3 separate regions of the Gossypium hirsutum genome follow, and regions 1 and 3 are each linked to region 2. The links are chromatin contacts, called in public Hi-C maps. All regions are on one chromosome and are shown on one strand. Each heading gives the region's core, a stretch centred on a gene start, on an enhancer-like site or on the middle of the called end of the contact. The rest is flanking DNA. Distances are from core to core; before and after follow the strand shown. Region 1 holds the start of LOC107928028 (probable carboxylesterase 15). Region 2 holds the start of LOC107928109 (3'-5' exoribonuclease 1). Region 3 holds the start of LOC107928025 (dr1-associated corepressor homolog).

Evidence for each region. Hi-C and Micro-C count contacts between places; a contact is called where the count stands out from the background.
Region 1: a contact with region 2 is called in a Hi-C map of leaf, with 4 times the contacts expected there. The contact joins the promoter of LOC107928028 here to the promoter of LOC107928109 in region 2. A contact is called at or near these places in 21 of 34 Hi-C or Micro-C datasets (anther, callus, cotyledon and 5 more).
Region 3: a Hi-C map of leaf shows a contact between it and region 2, with 2.5 times the contacts expected there. The contact joins the promoter of LOC107928025 here to the promoter of LOC107928109 in region 2. A contact is called at or near these places in 7 of 34 Hi-C or Micro-C datasets (callus, hypocotyl, leaf and 1 more).

The regions. Positions count from the first base shown.
Region 1 is chrA06:124,014,768-124,018,509 of Gossypium_hirsutum_v2.1, forward strand. It overlaps LOC107928028 (probable carboxylesterase 15), which reads right to left and starts at 2,222. Exons shown (of 1, transcript XM_016859181.2): 1 at 876-2,222. The coding sequence starts at 2,057. The coding sequence ends at 1,047.
Region 2 is chrA06:124,144,518-124,148,065 of Gossypium_hirsutum_v2.1, forward strand. LOC107928109 (3'-5' exoribonuclease 1) reads right to left here and starts at 1,386. Exons shown (of 5, transcript XM_016859283.2): 1 at 1,331-1,386; 2 at 1,157-1,240. The coding sequence starts at 1,178.
Region 3 is chrA06:123,994,147-123,997,808 of Gossypium_hirsutum_v2.1, forward strand. It overlaps LOC107928025 (dr1-associated corepressor homolog), which reads left to right and starts at 1,726. Exons shown (of 6, transcript XM_041116183.1): 1 at 1,726-2,094; 2 at 3,208-3,280; 3 at 3,370-3,463. The coding sequence starts at 2,062. LOC107928054 reads left to right here. Exons shown (of 11, transcript XM_016859210.1): 11 at 66-113. The coding sequence ends at 113.

The DNA.
Region 1 (3,742 bases), core at 972-3,471, 130 kb before region 2:
TTAGTAAAATATAAAAAGTAAAACTAAAATCTTATTGGGGGCGGAATTAAATTGCATGTTTTTATGATAGTAAAACTGTAATTTTACTATTTTAATAGACTATATCTTTATAACTTTTAAATAATTAAATCAAATTTTTATTATTTTTAAGGGGTTAAAATGTAATTTCATTATTATTAATTTAAAATTTTATAAATTATAAAGTACTTAAATATAAATTTTTCCTGCACACAGGGAATTGGCTCCACAACTGGAAATGTGCCATATAAGACCCTAATAGGATATGATCCATTCATTATTTCTTGTTTATTTAAAGCAGAAAAGAAGCATGAATGAGCTTGACAATATCATTGACTTCTCCTGTTTGTCCCCCTCTTTGAAATATCAATAATAATTAAGCATCACCATCATAATAATTCAATAATGATTAAGCATCACCATCATAATAACAACACATAAATATGCTATAGATCTGATTTGGGAAAAGAAATATAGACAGGTTGAATTTGAATATAATAATTTTTTTTGATAGAATTAGTTTTATTTGTCAAATTTATTGACACGCTTCTTAAGAGAATAAAGTCTATATCCGTTATATTCTTCAAGATTATAATGCAATTATTAATTTCATGACTACAGAAGTTGGTATAAATTTTATTAGTCTATAGATATTTCTTAAACCTGCGAGAATTAATCCAAAAACATATTATGGGATTTTAATTTTCTGTTTATTTCTATAATGCTTAATAATGTTTCTATCTACCAAAAATAATAATAACACATAAATATGAAATTTATTTTCCAATTATGATAACGATGCTAAGAAGAAAAAATTGTATGACTTTTAATAATTTATTCAATTAAATCGATTCGAAGATCATCCAATTTTAAAAATTTTATTGAATGGAAAATAAAAAATTTCTTTCAATGTTGGCATGCTAAACGTTTTTTCAAATAACCCACAAGATCAAATATATAATTATTAAAATGTTGACATACGTATAGAAAAGCAACACGCAACCAGAGCTTGACAACATCAATAAAAACTACGACCTTTTTCCATGCTTATTGATGAACACTTTGATTCCTTCAATAAGTTCACTTGTTTGTGCAGCAGTAACAGGGTCAGTATCAATGGCAATCTTGTTAAGATAAAAGCTATGACCCATTTCAGTGCTATGAAACAACTCCACATCTTTGTTGGCTTTTTTCAATAATTCATAGTACTCCATCTCAGTGTCTTTGATCAAGTCTTTCTCAGCTACACAATACATCAGCGGTGGTAAATTTAGGGTGTCAATTGGTGGGGCAAATGACCCCATAGGACAAGTAATGGGATGGTCCTTGGTGCATCCATTGGGCAATGCTAAGGCTAAGAACTTATCCACCATGTCTAAGGTTAAGAAAGGTGACTGGGGTTGTTCTAACTCGGACTTGCTTCGTTGAGCCCGAACGAACCCTGGGTGGATAGGGATAGCACCAGCGAGTCTTAGTGGGTTCAAATCAATGAACCCACTACGTTTAGCTACTTCATGCACGATGTTCCCTCCTGAGCTATCACCTATAAGGAAAACTCGGTTGAAATCACCATGGGTGTTGAGCCAAGGTTCGTTTGACTCACCTTTAGATAACGATTTAAGCCAAAGGAGAGCGGCGTAGCCATCGTCACAAGCGGCCGGCAGCTTGTTCTCCGGTGCTAGCCTGAGGTAAACCGAGACGACAATAGCTGGAATCGATTTGGCTAACCTACTGTAAAACTGATAGTACATGAACCAATCAGCTTGGCTGATGCAAAAGCCACCGCCAGGGAAATGAAGTATGATCGGAAACTTGGGATTTTCCTCCTCCGGCAAGTAAATTCGAGCCCGGAGGCCTGAATTTTGATCGATGGTGACATCACGAGTGGCTATACCATCAATGAATTGTTCATGGGGTGAGACTGGTTCAGCCATGAACTTGACCTCAGGGGGACCAGTCCAGGTTCGGTCGACTGAGCCATCATCATAGACTCTTAGCCAACCAGATACCTCCTCAACTAGCTTCTTTTCTTGAATCATGGTTTTTGTTTAAGTAGGGGTGTTAAAGACTTGGAAGTGATGAGTAAAGGATGTACTTGGTTGTGCCATTTTTATAGAAGAAAACAGGAGGTGTCGAAACAGGAAATCGCCTGCTTATTTAATATCGTCTTTAAATATTTATTTGCGTTTTTGGTGCTCCAAACTTCAATGGGTTTGCTTTTTGACTCAAAAAAACGTGTTATATGGTTAAAACAATTTGATTGGACTTGACTAAATTGTAGTGAAGTCTTCCCATTCAACTTTATATTTATAAAAAAATTAATTTAATTTTAGTTAAAAATTAAAAATCAAGAAAAAGATAGAGGGTTGAATTAGTTATGAATTTTTTTATATTTTTATTTAATTATTATTGGTTAAATTAAGAATAGTTTATTTAAGCTGTTGTTGAGGTTGAAACTTCAAAGAAATTTAGTTGGAAGTGATCTAAATTGTAAATATAATTAATATGGAATATATATATATATGATAAATAATCGATTGAGTCTTAGTTTAATTGACATGGATATTATTATTAATGTAAAAAAAATATAAATTTAAATACATTGAAACGCATTACTTCTTTATGCATGAATTGAAAAGGAATTATAAATAATTTTAAACATTATATAAAACAGAATAAATATTTTCGTAACATAACCAAACCGATATTAGTTTGGAGGTTGAATGGTCAGTTTCAAACATGTAAGAAAGCACTGAATATTGGACATAATAAATGGGAGACAAAGAGGTTTGACTAATCATGCAACCAAAGTTGTTGGGCTGCTTCCTTCAGTCCAAGGAAATTGGCAAGGTAATAACATGAAAGAAAAGTTATCTAATTATAAAAATATTAATATTTTATGTATTATCAAGTAAAAGTTTTAAATTTCATAAAAAAGAAATAATTTTGATTTTCTTTTAATTAAGGCCTAGTTTAGAAATATTTCTCAAAAAAACCTTTGAAAAAAAGAAAATTGAAAAGAAGCTTATTAAAAAAGTGATTTTGAGTCAATTTTTGACTTGAAAGAAATATTTTTTTTTGTACCAAAAGTACTTTTGAGACACATTCCTAAATTAGGTCTAAGTGATATAATATTAACTTTAATATTTAGTTATAAGGTATTCAATTAAAGGTCTTTTTTTTAATAAAATGAACTTTTTACCTTTTAGTACTAAATTTTTAAAAATTTTATTTTGAACCTTTAATACCGAATTCCTAATTTCTCCCCAAAAGGGTATCTATTTATGAAATTTCTAAGAAGATTGAAATAAGAAAATATAGTAGGGCCTCCCAAAGACTTCCACTACACATTTTTTCCAAGCAGGCGTTTTTACTTTAGATAGTGGAGGGTCCACTCTTTTTGAATGCCTTTAGAACGTGAACTTGCTCTTGGGGTCTTCTCTCCACATATTGCCATTTTGCTACTATATTTGTCTCATTGTACACCGTGATTCCCCGTTTAGTTGTTTTTGATTTGCTAAGCTACCCGTCACACTTCAAATGAGATCTACCACTCAAGCTGATGTAAATATATTTTCAATACAACAAGTCTATTTGACTTTAACTATGTCATATTGATAGGATTTCAATATAATTGTTTATGATTATCTATTTACACATTTAACGAAATTAGATATTTATCTAATTATATCATACCAGTGGATGAGGTGATGAGGTGACATTT
Region 2 (3,548 bases), core at 136-2,635:
AGTCAAAGCTAGGCCATTTAAGATGCTAAAGCTACCTTCCAATAGGACCAACCCTAAATTTACACTTGATTGCTAGTGAAACTAAGCTAAAAGAGGATCAATAAAATCTACTTCAATCAGTACTCCAGGCACAAAGTGTTTCCAACAGCCTTTTGGGAATCTAAACACAAGAGGCAGCTCATTGAATACAGAAAGAGTAACTCCACTGTGATGGATGTGTATGCCAATGAGGCTATGCAACAAAATAGGGTACCACGAAAACTATGTTACTCGAACTAGCATGTGAGTGTCAGATACGAGTATGCGTCCATCATGGGTATATGCCATTTTTTTCTGAGTTATTCTATGTATTTAAAGGGTCCTTGGAGAGTCATCTCCCCATATCTATGTCTAAAATGTATCTGATACGGATACGAGAAAAAGGAAGAATTAGGTCAAAATAGCTTCAAAAGAGTATAACCGGCTAAATATTTCAAAATATCTAGAAATAATCCAACAAGCCACCTAAAGCTTGTCTGCATAATCACTGCTTGCTTAAAAGACAGCTTAGAACAAAATCTGACCAGCAACATTTACATAATTCTCTTCCAACCATTCCAATAAACAAACAAGAGTCAATTTATACATCCATTTTAGGATCAAACACGCCAACCTTATCAAACAGTTTAGCCAGTAAGCTATTCAATAGTTCTTCATTATCCAATACGAGGTATCACAGGTATCCAAAATACTACTTAGACAACACAGTATAATAAATACTTCCAGTTTATCGCATTCGGCATTAGCTATATAATCAATGGCAGAACAAAAATTCAATAAAGCCTTCAAATTTAAAATGCCATATCTCAAACCAGTCGACTGTGAAACATATCAGGCATCTATTGGATCCTAAATTCGATTATAATCATTCAAATAACACTCAAAACTGAAGCAACCCAGAGCAATAAAAAGAACTAGATTAAAAAATACAAATAAAAAACCCATCAAGACAATGCTAAAAATATCACATTTGTTATAAACCCCATTAATGAAAACACCACAGAAATAATTTATACATATATAGTCAATCTAAAAAACAGAAACCCACAACTCAAAGCAGATCAAAGTTCCAAACTTTAAACAAAAAAAAAAGAATTCTTAAGAATAAAAATATAACCTTTATTTTCAAGGGCCATCATGATCTTGTCTATAATTAAGATCCACAGGCAAGTACATCAGATCCTCTTGTTTTTTCCCTCACCTATAGAAAATAAATAATACTAAATAAATAAAAGAACCCAAAAAATGGAGCGATTTCAAACAAAAAGAAAAGCGTAGAGAAGAGACTAACCTTGTCTGATGCTAGAGAGAGCAAAGAGAGACAATGGTGAAAAGAAGTTTATGTAAATTTGATCTGTACATGGGCCGAGTTCGAACCGGTTCAATTTCGAATCGGGTCGTGGGCTGCCTGCTGCACTGGTTAAAAAAGGCTAAATTCTGGTATTAGTCCTTTTACTAAACTGAAATTTTATATTTATTTTTCTATATTTTTATAGTGTTATTAGTAGCCTCAAATTTACTTTCATTAGAGTGATGTTTTCTATTTTTATTTTTACTATTAGTCCTTTCACATAAATGAAATTACATAGAAAACTAATTTATTATGTTGAATCAATAATAAATTTATATTGTCGCAATGAGTCACTTAATAAAGTTTGTTCTTTCTTCCGATATTGGGTTTCAGGCCTCTCTACAACTTCTTCCTTAATAATGTAAAGATTTTTTTAAGAGATATTACTTTGTACCAATTTTTCCTTTGAATGCTTTTTATTTTACATTTTTTTTATTTTTTTATTTCTCAAGGTATCTACAGGAGCGAGCACAGTAAATAATCATGCTCATTAAAGAGTAGATACTAACCACAAATTTTTAAACTGTTCCATACCTAGAACGAGAATAGAACCCTCAACCAAATTTACCCTTAAACCATAAGTCTATCCTCTTAATTAATATTTGCAATGTAATTATATTTAACTTTGAATTTAATTATTTGCAACTCATTTACTTATTTGTCAAATATAAATAATTTATTTATTCTTTTTTTTTATTTTTATCAAATTAAAATTTAATAACTAATTAATTTTGCATGTTGTCGCATATTATATGCGATTTCCTTAATATTTTGTTTTAATCATAAAATACAATTTTAATTTTAACATCTCTTGATCATTATGAATTATAGTAGGAAAAATATAAACAACACTGTAATTTATTTGTATTTAAGATATAAACTCATTTTGATTTTCGTTTTGTTGACGTTGGCAATTGTCGCTGATGTGGAGTACCATATCAATGTTGTTAATGACCACATTAGCATTCTAACAATTAAAGACGGAAAACATTGATTAAAGGACTTAATTTATGCAATTTGTGAGTTTGCGGGCTTAATTGAATGTGCTTTTCACAGATGAGCTTAATTAAATTTTTTCGCCAAAATTCAGAGACTTATATTTCCAATTAGCCCTTTTCTAGAAAAGGCATAACGAAAAATTTAGCCATTAATGTTACATATTTTATTAATTTGGCTCTTATTATTTTTTTAACTAATTTTAGCCCTTAACTTTTTAAAAAGAGTCAAATTTTATCATTAAAATTTTAAAATAGTTGAATTGATTTTTTAATGAAAATATTAACTAAAACATTAAACCTTAAGGGCTAAATTGATCATTATGCCCTAAAAAATTATAATTTAGCATTTATATATAGACATTAATGACCTTAAATTTTAAATTTATATATTATAAAATTTTGGAAAAATTAATTTAATACAAATTATGAATTTTTGAAGATTATTTTGAATTTTTTTAGGGTACCAATTTTCACGTTTTCAAAACTGTCAGGGGCTTGATGGATATTTATATCAAATTTTTATTTGAGTAATTCGAATTATTCAAGTTATAAATTTTAACTTGACTCGAACTGAAAAAATTGAACTACTTATTTAAATTAATTTAAAAATATTAAATAACTTAATTTGATTAATTCGAAATTCGAAAAAAAAATTATGAGGAAATCAAAGGTATATACACCATTGTTAACCAATTCTTGTGATTTGATTGCACATATGAATATAAAAGTAAACAGTTTTAGAAAATAAACCAAACAATGGGATTTGAAGGAATGTTAAACCTTTTATTTAAATATTAAAATTATTATATAATATATTGATTTCTTTTTACTTCCAATCACTAGTTATAATGACACATATTTGTATTCTTGTATAAATCTTTTATGGTTTAAAATATGATACACATTTTTGTATTTTTTATACATTTGAAATTTAGACTTTATATTTTTATTTTAAGGAATTTAGTTTTTTAATTTAAAAATTCAAGTCTTGTAATATCCTGAAAATTTTTACAGTAAGATATTATTCTTGATATAGTAAAATAAGGAAATAAAGTGACAAAAAGGGAAATTTTGAGTTATGTCAATATTGAGAAGTATATTATGATATATTAATTCAAGAAAGGACTAAATTGTAAAAGTGAGAAAAGTTTTGTTGCACA
Region 3 (3,662 bases), core at 476-2,975, 150 kb before region 2:
ACTATCTTTGTTAGGTTACACATTGAGTTTATGACAACTCACATCTATTTGTCTGTTCTGTACAGGTAACCCTCGGACTTAGGCGGGTCAGTGTGATGGAGGCTCCGCTGTGACCATTGGATAAAACTGCCTTTGAGTTTCGGTATTTTTAAAATTCTAGATTTATTTGAGAGTTTGTAGTTTTTTTTTGGACTCTCTAGACTGTATGGTTTTAACTGTTGGTTTTGGTTTTGATTGCTTTCTATCCTGCATTGTTGTTGAAACGATTTACGAAAACGACGGTTTCGATAGTAAACAAGTAAATGAATATGTTTTGTAAATTTTGGACATTTTATAACAAGTAACTTTATAAGGTTTTTATCAAAATAAAAACAGTTTCAAAACCCTTCTTCGCAACACTCTCGGATTAGGCCATAACATCTAGGCTGGGTTTGAGGTGTTACAATTATTTGACCTATTAATTTAGCCTATAAATAGGCTCTTTTACAACCTTAGAAAATACACCTATTAGAAATTAAAACTCATAACACTTTTAGAGAGTTTTGTGTTTACGTTTTGAGGGTTATTTGTTTTCGAGTTTTCAAGGTTTAGTTTTTATCTCTATCTTTTGTACTGTTCGTTCTTTTGTCATTATAGTAAAATTATCTTTGCCTGTGGTTTTTTATCCTCTTTGGAAGGGTTTTTTCACGTTAAATTTATGTGTTTAATTTCTCAATTTCTTCTGCTATTTTTACTTGTTCGTTGCTTAATCAGGTCGATCCCCAACACATTCTGTATAAGTCAGTTCATGAATTAGTAACTACATCTAATCTCTAAAAAAACTCAATTGTTTCAAACTTTCTTTTATTTGGAATGAGAATATTTATGGAATCCTATGAGTAAGATCAAACCTTATTCCGTGGTATTTACATAAGATTTCTCTTTCTTAATCTTAAGCAAATCTCTAAGAAGACTCAATTAATATATGATTTATGTTTTAGCTTCTGTTCCTTTTCGTATGTTTTGAAAAAACAAATTATTGATCAATTCTAAATCTTTCTTTTTCTATTGATTCTTTTCTGATCAAGATATGGATCTATGAATTTATGTGTTTACATCAAACTTTGTTCATGACTTAACAAAAATAAGAAAAAAAATATTAATTAAATAATATAAAAAATAGTGAAAAATATTTTTCAATTTTTTATTTTTGTCTATTCTATTATATATAATTTAATTTTAATATAATTTAATATTTAAACTTTTATAATATCATTAGTTAATTTAAATACTTCATTTTAATTTAAATGTTTATTTGAATTTTTTAAAAATTAAACACGGTTAAATCCAATTACATTATAATGTCATTTTTTATATAAATATTAAGCGAGTTTTTTTATTTTAAAACGTGGTATCAATAAGTTTAATAAAAAGAATTTATCGTTGTTAATAAATAAACCTAAATTTTTAAATAAAATAAATGATAATAACATTTCATATTTATCTTCTAAACATCAATCATATATGTGTAATAACTAAGGTAAGATCTTATATAAAATCCAAAATAAATAAATAAATAAGCAAAAAAAAATATCTGTAAATATCGTTGTCAGTTATGAAACATTAAAAACAGCCAAATAAAGTAATCACACGTGTCGCGAAACCATTTCTCTTCTTTAAATCAACTAATAAAGTCGACTGTTTAAACAAATAAATTAACCAACCTGTCAATTTATCAACCAATATCCACTTGACTTTATTTTTTTTTTCTTTGGAATTTTCTTTTTGTCAAACTTGAACCTGTGTTCGGTTTTGAAACAAAAGACTTCTCTGTTCATGTTTTTGGTTTTTTTAGAACTAAAAAGAAAAAGAAAAAAAAACAGTCTTGGATCTGAAATGGTTTTTTCTTTTGGTTAGATTTTTATTTTTTTAAATTTTTTTTCATAATTTGAAATTATTAGAACAACATCGAATTTTTTTTCTGAACTTGTTTTTTTTAAATATATATATTTCGATTGTCTTTTTTCCCTTTTTATTTTTAATATTTTAATAATTTAATGTTCCAAATCTGACACCCAAATCATGAGGAAGAAGCTCGATACCCGTTTCCCAGCTGTAAGTTCTTTCTTCTTTTTTTTTTCCTTTTATTTTTCACTGAATTTGTTTAATTTCCTTTTTTTTAATACGATGTTAATTTGATTTGGGTATTCGATTTTTGATTGATTCGATGGAAAATGAAATCTGGGTCTTTTTTATTATTATTAAAGTTTTTGATGTTGTGATTGCCTTTTCTTGTTGCGATTCCGATTTATACGATCTAGGTCATCATTAGTTTACGATAGAATAGTTGATTGTGTGTTCAATATTTAGGGTTATTGGATATTAGTTCATAATTGTTTTAACTATATGGATTTTTCATGGACGGTGTTGTTTGATTTGTGTTTTTTCCTTGTTCTATGAAAACCCAGGTTGGTTTAATAAATTTTTTTTATTGTTTCTTCGGAATTGATCGATTTTTATGGAACTATGGAGGTTAAATTTCCCAATTATTATTTGATAATTCTTAGGCTGCTGAATATCTTGCTTACTTGTAGAACTTTAGTTTCTTTTCAGTCCTCATGTTCTAGTTTAGTGTTGACATCCTTAGCATTTGTGTTATTCTGACTCTTGGCTTTTATTGAAGTACCCATACCCGGACATGGGTATGAGAATATGACCTTCCAACAATGTTAGAAATGGGGAAAAAGAAAAGAAACCTCGAAGAAATTGAACATACCTATGTCGAACAGTATCCACATCCGACACTTGCACATAAGTTTGAGTAACATAGATTCGCAGCATTCTACTACTCACACCGGAGTTGGCATGTGGCACTTGGAACTTGCATTATGTTGATCAGTTGATGGTATTAAATCAGCAACTTACAATGACATGTGTCACACGATGTCTCATTTGATAACAACATTGATGCGTCAAAGATCCCATCTTCTTGTCTTGATATACTCTATATTTAACAAACCTTGTCGGGTTTCTTACTTGTCATGGTGCTGCTGTTTTATATTAGGATAACCCGATATTAGTATATAAATTTGATTGCTTATACTTAAGATGCACAGTTTTATGGTTCCACAATTCGACGTATCGTTGCATCTTTCAAGCCGTTTTTTATCTCAAAAAATTATGCATGTGATAAGGTGCTGAAACTTTCAAATGTTTTTGTTTTTTCAGGCTCGCATTAAAAAGATTATGCAAGCAGATGAAGATGTCGGGAAGATTGCATTAGCGGTGCCCGTTTTAGTTTGTGAGCAGCTATAACTTTTCACAATTTGCCGAAATAATTCTTTTATGCATGTATATTACTTGATCACGCTTCTTTCTGTTACTTTGCAGCAAAAGCATTGGAATTGTTTCTACAAGACCTTTGTGATCATACGTATGAGATTACTCTTCAGAGGGGAGCAAAGACCATGAATTCATTGCATTTGTAAGTGAATAATTAGTGTTTTCTTTTTGTACCGTGCAATATCTGTGGCCTACTTTAGGGTTTGATGTTCTTTTCTGCATTTATTGTGCATAAACGTTCTTTGAATGCTTTGTTTCACATTTCTTGATTAGTCTACATGTATTAGCGATATAGATAGGAACAAAACAAATACAAAATGCCTTAAACACTTTTGGAGTTT